Regions from separate parts of the Oryctolagus cuniculus genome. Here region 2 is linked to region 1. Evidence: chromatin contacts called from public Micro-C data. All regions are on one chromosome and are shown on one strand. Each heading gives the region's core, a stretch centred on a gene start, on an enhancer-like site or on the middle of the called end of the contact. The rest is flanking DNA. Distances are from core to core; before and after follow the strand shown. Region 1 holds the start of COPS4 (COP9 signalosome subunit 4). Region 2 holds the start of THAP9 (THAP domain containing 9).

Region 1 (3,867 bases), core at 315-2,814:
TCTTTGTAACTGATTTCCAAATAAACAATTAAAGGAAAAAAAAAAAAAAAGAAATCCATGCAGTCTTTTCACAATAAACAGTTTCCACATACTAAAAAGTTCTTCTCTCAGGAACTTCTGCACCAAAATAAATCCATAATTTCATTTTCCCACAAATTCCATGTTCCCTCATATATGAGTATATGCACATATTCATTTTTGTCCTCAGGCAAACTCAAACAAGAATAAGTCCTTTTATTAGCCCCATTTCCCTCAGCGAGAAATGCAGCAAAGTAGGTAAAGCTGCGATATACAGCTGTCCTGCTCACCCACATAAGTTGATTACATTTACCACCAGAAAAAAAGGCAGCACAGCCTACAGTTAAAAAAAAAAAAAAAAAGTAGCAATGTCAATGCCTAGGTCAAAGCAGGTGATCTCAGCTGTCAGGATGTAAATATTTGGTTCGACTTGAGAAGCCTACTTTATATAAACAGAAAGCATGTTCCTTACAAACGAGCAGTGCTGTCAAATCTGCAAAGGCAGCGGAGGCGACAGGCGCCTACCTATCCCTAACACTGCTGAGCAATCGCCTGCGGGACAAGCACGGGTCACACATTCTAACAGGCGGTGAACCTATGTAGTCTACAAACACTTCGACGAAATGCCTACACAATCCAGATTCCTGCAAAGATCAATACTTAGGATGCTAAGCCACGATGGCAGAACACTCCGCCTTCCTCAGGCTGCTGGCGAGGAGAGCACCCAACACACATGGACCCAGCAAAGATGGTCTGAGTGGCTCCGGACCACAGGGCAGCGGCCATGCCTCCTCCGTCCCCGTGAACCCCGAGAGCCCATCTGCCCCGGAAAACTCCGCATCGAGACGCCAGCATAGAAATTTCCCTCATTCTAAAAGAGGGAAAGAGATCCAGAGCCAGCCCGGGGGGTGAGCGGCCAGGCCGCTACGGGAAAGAGCACCAGGGAAGCGTGCGGAGGCCCGGGGAGCAGTCGTCCCGCTGACCGCGCTTCCCGAATGCAGAGGGACCAGGAAGGACGCCACGGAGGACTGGACACGCTGACAGTCACCCCGCGCCCCTGGCCTCCTGAGCCTCTGCACAAGGTCCGGTCCCCGCAACACTCACCGCCCCAGCCGCTCTCAGGCCCGCCCCCTCGGTCGTCAGGCCTCGAACACGAGGGTGGCGGTCAGCCCAAGGAGAACTATGGCTTCCTTCCCCACTCTCTTCCCCACTCTCTTGCTCTCGGGAAACACTCACTTGCCCGCCAGATCTTTATGAGAGCCGCTCGAATTCATGAGCTGGGCCAAATCCTGTCGCACGGCTGCCGCCATCTTTCTTCCACCTCAGCCTTGGCTGAGGGGGCCCCTCACAGCCTCAAAGAAAACGAGTATGGTCCTCCGGAGTGGGGCCAGAGAGAACCAAGGATACCACAGAGTAGCCCCTACGCGGGCCAGAGCGTCAGTGGGTGGGGCGGGACCTGAGCTACCTCCGCCCTCCGGGTTGAATGACACGGCGCTTCACTCCTCACGTCCCAGGCCCGCCCTGGCCTCTCCCACAGGCGCTGGCTCTCACGCTCCGACTTGGGATTGGCTGATGAACTTGAAGGGAGTGTGTCGCTTGTGCAGCTCCAGTAAGGGCTCGGTACGTACAACTACTGCGTTTGCGCTAAGGTCCGTGTTTCACGTTTATGGTTTATTCTTCGTTCGTTAAGGCAGCGCTGAAACTACGTGTGGTAAAGGGCGAGTTTTTTGTTTATTTCCAATTCACCACAGACCAGTGCTTTTTAAAAATAAGATAAAAAATGTCCGCGTCCCACCCACCCCCACACACACACCAGGTATCTTTTTTAATGTTTGATCATACATCCCATGTGTCCAGGACAGTACCATTTTTAGTCTGGTGTCCTGAGGTATTTATTAACACCTCTTTTCATTCTAGAAACGACTCCATCTGAGTGACAAAGTATATGTTCACTCGCCCTTTATAGGTGATTGCATTCATCACTCATGTATCTTATATATGTGTGTATATATATTCTATATATATGTATTATATAAAACATGTATTATTATATATAATGTGTATTTTATATATATATATATATATATTCTATAAATCCCTAGAGAATTTCTGAAAGAAGTAGAAATCTGTGTATCTCCTTCCTTTTACAATGAGAAGCACATTGTTTCATTGTTCTGCTCTTGAATTTTTCACTTTTCCTGGCGATCTTACCATTTAAGTCCAGTCTTTTTTTTATTATTTTTGGACAGGCAGAGTGGACAGTGAGAGAGAGAGACAGAGAGAAAGGTCTTCCTTTGCCATTGGTTCATCCCCCCAATGGCCACTGTAGCTGGCGCGCTGCGGGCGCACCGCGCTGATCTGAAGCCAGGAGCCAGGTGCTTCTCCTGGTCTCCCATGCAAGTGCAGGGCCCAAGGACTTGGGCCATCCTCCACTGCACTCCCGGGCCACAACAGAGAGCTGGACTAGAAGTGGAGCAACCGGGACAGAATCTGGCGCCCCGACCAAGACTAGAACCTAGTGTGCCGGCGCCGCAGGCAGAGAATTAGCCTATTGAGCCATGGCGCTGGCCTAAGTCCCATCTTAAAAGTCATTCGTTTTAGAGGTGGAGAGTACTACCTAGTGAAGGTATGCCAAAATTTACTTAATCCTTATAGGACATTTAAGTCTAGGGAGTGAGACATTATAATTGTAGTTATTGTTATTGTTTTTAAGAAAGGGAGAGACACAGGGTAAACTCCCGTTTCCAGCCAAAGCCAGGAGCCAGGAACACAGTCCAGACTTTCCTGTATGGATGACAGGAACCCAACCACTTGAGACATCACTGCTGCCTCCCAGAGTCTGCATTGCCAGGAGCAGAGCATGGATGGAGCCCAGGCACTCCAGGATGGGATCTGAGCATCCTAACTGCCAGAACAAACAGCCACTCCTGCAATGAATAACTTTTCCTGTACATCATTTTATATAGAATTATGTACCAGCAAAACACATTCCCAGAAATGACTCAAAGGAGACATACTTAAAATTGTGATATATATTGTAAAGTTTCACTTGATAGGGATGCTATCATTTTGCCCTCCTACCAGAAGTATCTAAGAGTGCAATGTCTTACAGTCTTGCCTACAAAATTCAAACCTTTGAACTTTTTGCCATCTCGAGATGTGATAATTGGCATATTTCCTCTATTGCAAAGGAGAAAAAAAAAGTCCAGAATAAATTCCTTTTAAGAAAGTAAAGTGGAAATTGCCCACATCAATTCAGATCCCATTCCACTGGCAAGAATGCCTAATAATAGTGATTCTGGAAACTTAATTTCCCCTTGTGTTGCCTTGTGCTCACAAAGAAAAGGAAAGGGTGAACATAGTGGTACAAACAGTAGTTACTGCTATGATCTGTTCTGTTCACCTAAAAATCTTTGTGTCCTTCACAGGACAACATACTCCCTCCCTAAGGAAAGAGTTCAACTTCTCATTCAGTTGTGTCTAAGGACAATCTGGTTTAAACTAGATTTATTTGGCTTTATTTTCTTTCTCTTTTTAATTTTTTAAAAATTTATTTGACAGAGTTATAGACAGAGAAAGAGACAGAAAGGTCTTCCTTCCACTGGTTCACTCCCCAAATGGCCGCTACAGCCGGTGGCACTGCGCCAATCCGAAGCCAGGAGCCAGGTGCTTCTCCCAGGTCTCCCATGCGGGTGCAGGGCCCAAGCACTTGGGCCATCCTCCACTGCCCTCCCAGGCCACAGCAGAGAGCTGGACTGGAAGAGGAGCAACTGGGACAGAATCCGGTGCCCATATGGGATGCCGGCGCTGTAGGCAGAGGATTAACCAAGTGAGCCATGCATCGGCCCC
Region 2 (3,829 bases), core at 1,254-3,753, 130 kb after region 1:
CCATTGGAGGGTGAACCAACGGCAAAAGGAAGACCTTTCTCTCTGTCTCTCTCTCTCTCTCACTATCCACTCTGCCTGTCAAAAAAAAAAAAAAAAAAAAAAAAAAAAAGGCAGCTATGGATCCAATCTGTCAGGTCAATAGCCAAGAAAGGGATGTGCCATCTTCTGCAGGACAGCATCCATATTTACTTGGGAATTTGATTTTGTAAGTTTTGCCCGCTCCTTTAATTATTTTATCAATACAGTACTTTACATATGGAATTTAACAATCACTGCACACATTTAAGTGCTCAAGGTTGGTTGGCCAGTTTTTCATGGAGGGAGCTCCATGATCAGACAGTCCCAGCAGGAGCCCGTGTAGTGTCACAGCAGCTAGAGCTGCCGCCTGGGCATCCGTATGGTGTCCTGGTTGCTCCACTTTGGACCCAGCTCCCTGATAATGGGCCTGGGAGAGCAGACGATGGCCCAAGTGTCTGGGCCCTTGCCTCCCACATGCGAAGCCTGAAAGAAGCTCCTGACTCCTGGACTGGGCCTGGCTCTGCTCTGGCCTGGCCACTGCACCACTTGGGGCATGAATCAGCAGATAAAAGGTCTCTTTCTCTTTCAAATAAATAAATAAATCTTAAAAAAAAAAAGTCACAGCAATGGCAAGTTGTCCAATTCTGCCCTTCCGGTATCACCCCTTTTACTGAGCCCTTAATTCAATTCCTTATTAGAACCCCTTGCTGGGACTAACACAATAGTATTCTAACTCCTTTTCCTGTATCTGTTCTCTCCTTACAACTTCCTAGAGTCAGCAAGACAAAAATGCCTTCTTCCCAATCACAGAGAAACATGTGTTCATTCAGCCCAAGGGTACAGTAACAGAAACACACGGAGGGAATGCAAATGTAATTCAGACTGGGAGGGGTTCCAGGAGGAAAGTCCTCACGGAGGAACCAGGATTCAGGCTTTGAGACAATGAAAAGCCTCAAGGGGAACACCAAGAAAAAAATTTGCATTTAAAAGAGAGCTTCCAGGAAACCCGGAAGGTGAAAAGAAGGGGAAAGAATTTAGCCTTGGGAGAGCGCGGGGCTTCTCATGGAGCAGTCCAAACGATGACAGGTTAAAAACAGGTCCAGGGAAGGACTAAGAACGAACTAGATCTGGCAAGGCCGCGGGTGACCCTCTGCCAGCGTTATTTTATTAGGGCAGCGGGGGCAGGTAGCTGGCTGTGATAGGTAAAAAAGCCCGTGGGACTCGGTGCACACAGTTTTCAGGAGCCTGGTTATAAAGGGAGGAGACTGGTAGGGCAGTGAAAGGCGGTACACAGGATCGAGCTGTGTTTAAAAGCAGGAGTAACAAGAGGGTGCTTACTGGCTCTCAGAACTAACAGTAGATAAAGCAGTTTAAAATAAGAGTAGGGGAATTTACTGAAGGGAGAACATGGCAAGGGAGACAGGAAGCCATACAACTGCTAACACACCGAGGGCCGGAATCAGCCCTAGGTTTTGAAAAATGACTAGTGGGGTCGCGGCCTGCAGTGCCGGTAATCCATAGGGCCGCCGGTTTGAGTCCCGGCTGCTCCACTTCTGATCCAGCTCTCTGCTGTGGCCTGGGAAAGCAGTGGAAGATGGCCCAAGTCCTTGGGCCCCTGAACCTGCATGGGAGACCCGGAGGAGACTCCTGGTTCCTGGCTTTGGATCGGCTCAGCTCCAGCCGCTGCGGCCATCTGGGGAGTGAACCAGCGGATGGAATACTTCTCTCAGTCTCTGCCTCTCAAATAAAACAAGTAAATCGGGTCTACCGTACATAGTCCAAACTCCTTAATCCCGCAACACAAGTCTTTGCCTCCCACTCCTCTACACTGAACCTGCACTTCCCAACTCCTCCCTCTCTGCCCCACTCTTGGCCCAAAGGACACTTCCATGCCCAGATCGGCCAGAGTACGGCCAGGTTAACCGCACTGAACAACCTGCAACGTCAAGGCAGGACAGACGAAACCTGACGTGTGCTCACCCGGGCCCCTCAGTTCTCCCAACCTCCCTCCCTCCCCGGTCTCTCTGGGTGCAGTAGGAGCACCCAGAGAAAGGCAGGCTTCCTTCCAGTAACCCTGTTAAACGCCACTAGGCGAGCAGCAGGCAGAGGGAGACAGAACCGGCAAACTGGGGCTAAGCAGACCTCAACTTTCTGGGCTCCCCCGCCCCGCGCCACGCCGCATCGCGTCACGTGCGCGGCGCCACGCACTGCCCGGGCCCCGCCTCGGCCTACAGCCCGCCAGGCCCGGCGGCGAGAGTGCTGGCTCCCGGGCTGCTCTCACACGCACTGGTGGAAGGAGAGGCCGCGCTCCCGGCTCCGCACGGTGTCCCGCGTGCTGCAGCCCACTGCGCAGCAACTTCGGGTCATCTTCTAATTACGTGGGGTTCCGCCTTCGGGGTTCCCGCGACAGCTTGAATCACGACAACTTAGCTCCGCCCGTTGACTCGGCCGCTACGGCCTTTATTTATTCAGGAAGGCGGGCTTTGGAGGCGCTGGACTCCACCCCCTTTTCCTCTCTGTAGGCGCCGCGCTTGGCGCCGTAGCCAATCGTGAGCCACGTCGCGTCGCAGCGACCAATCGAAAAGGTCGGGGGGAGGGAAGTTGAGACGTGCGCTTGGCCACGCCTCCCTCTCTGTTGGAGGGTGGGTAGCTGGTTTTGTTGCTAACGCTGGGCTCTCCAGGGCTATTCGCCCGTTCTGGTTCAATCCGGTGCCATCGCCTTTGTTTTGAGACTGAGCCTGAGGACGCGAAGCAGAGGAGCAGGCCCCAAACTGAGAGGACTGAGGACGGCGTGCCGATGGGTCTCAGGGTGCGATCTTTGGACCTGGAAGAAAGCGTGAGGGACGAGACGCCGTGCGGTGGAAATCCTGAAGACAAAGTCGAGCTAAAAACGAGGGACTTGAGAGGCCTGCAGCTTTCTGAGGCGGAGAAGACATAGGAGCTGTGGGCTGCAGGTGCATGTTCCGGAGACGCAGAGTGGCGGGCTGGTGAGAGGGGCCGCCGCGTGGAAGCCTCATCCCAGCGCGGAAGTCGGCGAGGGAATGAGATCGGGTGCTTGGGGCTGTGTGGAGCCCACGCGTAGTGAGGATTCCTCCGTGCGGCCGTGGGGCAGGACGGTGTGGGGTGGGCAAGGGGCGTCGTGTCCAGTCTGGGGAGTGAGAAGATGCGCGAACACTGGTTCAGTCAAGCGCGCCGCGTTTACGCTTCGAGATTCCAGTTTTTCACAGACGGAAACGTTAGGTCAATGTAGGACATTGTTTTTGAGAAAATATTAAATACGTTTGTTTTTCTCTCTGTGTCATTTTGTTTTCAAGCAATAGTGTCTGTAACTTTTATTTCCTTCTCCAGCTCACCGAAACGATTCCGGATCCATGGGCCTAGCGAGGTTTCTGCTTTCTGCTGTTGTGTTCACTTTTGCCCAGATTCTAGCCAAAAATATTCATCTCAAGGTATCACTTGCCCTTATGCTACGCTTCTATCTTAATCCGAGTGACGCTAACAGAGCTTTTGCTTACCTTTTCTTAAGGCATGTACTCTTGAGAGTAGTCCGTGAACTTGAAGTTGGTTGGGGGGTGGCGGGGGGGGGGGGGCGGGATGCGAGGCAAATGCTGGCTTGGTTGTGAGAAGATAGGGCTTGAGTTTAAGTAGGGTCAGTTGATGAGACTATTAGATGCTTTTCTGATAGTGTTCGACCAATTAATACCTAATTGAGATAAAAACAAAACTTTTCAGTTGTCTTTAAGGAGAAAATTGGTTGCCTTTTTTGCAGTAGTTTTCTTGAAATTATTTTCCACAAAACTGATTTAAAATG

What was found. Hi-C and Micro-C count contacts between places; a contact is called where the count stands out from the background.
Region 2: a contact with region 1 is called in a Micro-C map of ear pinna, with 5 times the contacts expected there. The contact joins the promoter of THAP9 here to the promoter of COPS4 in region 1. A contact is called at or near these places in 2 of 6 Hi-C or Micro-C datasets (ear pinna and an unstated tissue).

Annotation. Positions count from the first base shown.
Region 1 is chr8:82,816,703-82,820,569 of mOryCun1.1, forward strand. It overlaps COPS4 (COP9 signalosome subunit 4), which reads right to left and starts at 1,565. Exons shown (of 10, transcript XM_002717065.5): 1 at 1,255-1,565. The coding sequence starts at 1,328. It overlaps LIN54 (lin-54 DREAM MuvB core complex component), which reads left to right and starts at 1,542. Exons shown (of 13, transcript XM_070047949.1): 1 at 1,542-1,638.
Region 2 is chr8:82,945,031-82,948,859 of mOryCun1.1, forward strand. THAP9 (THAP domain containing 9) reads right to left here and starts at 2,504. Exons shown (of 5, transcript XM_008267662.4): 1 at 2,306-2,504. The coding sequence starts at 2,385. LOC127483186 reads left to right here and starts at 2,627. Exons shown (of 5, transcript XR_011378377.1): 1 at 2,627-2,972; 2 at 3,367-3,467.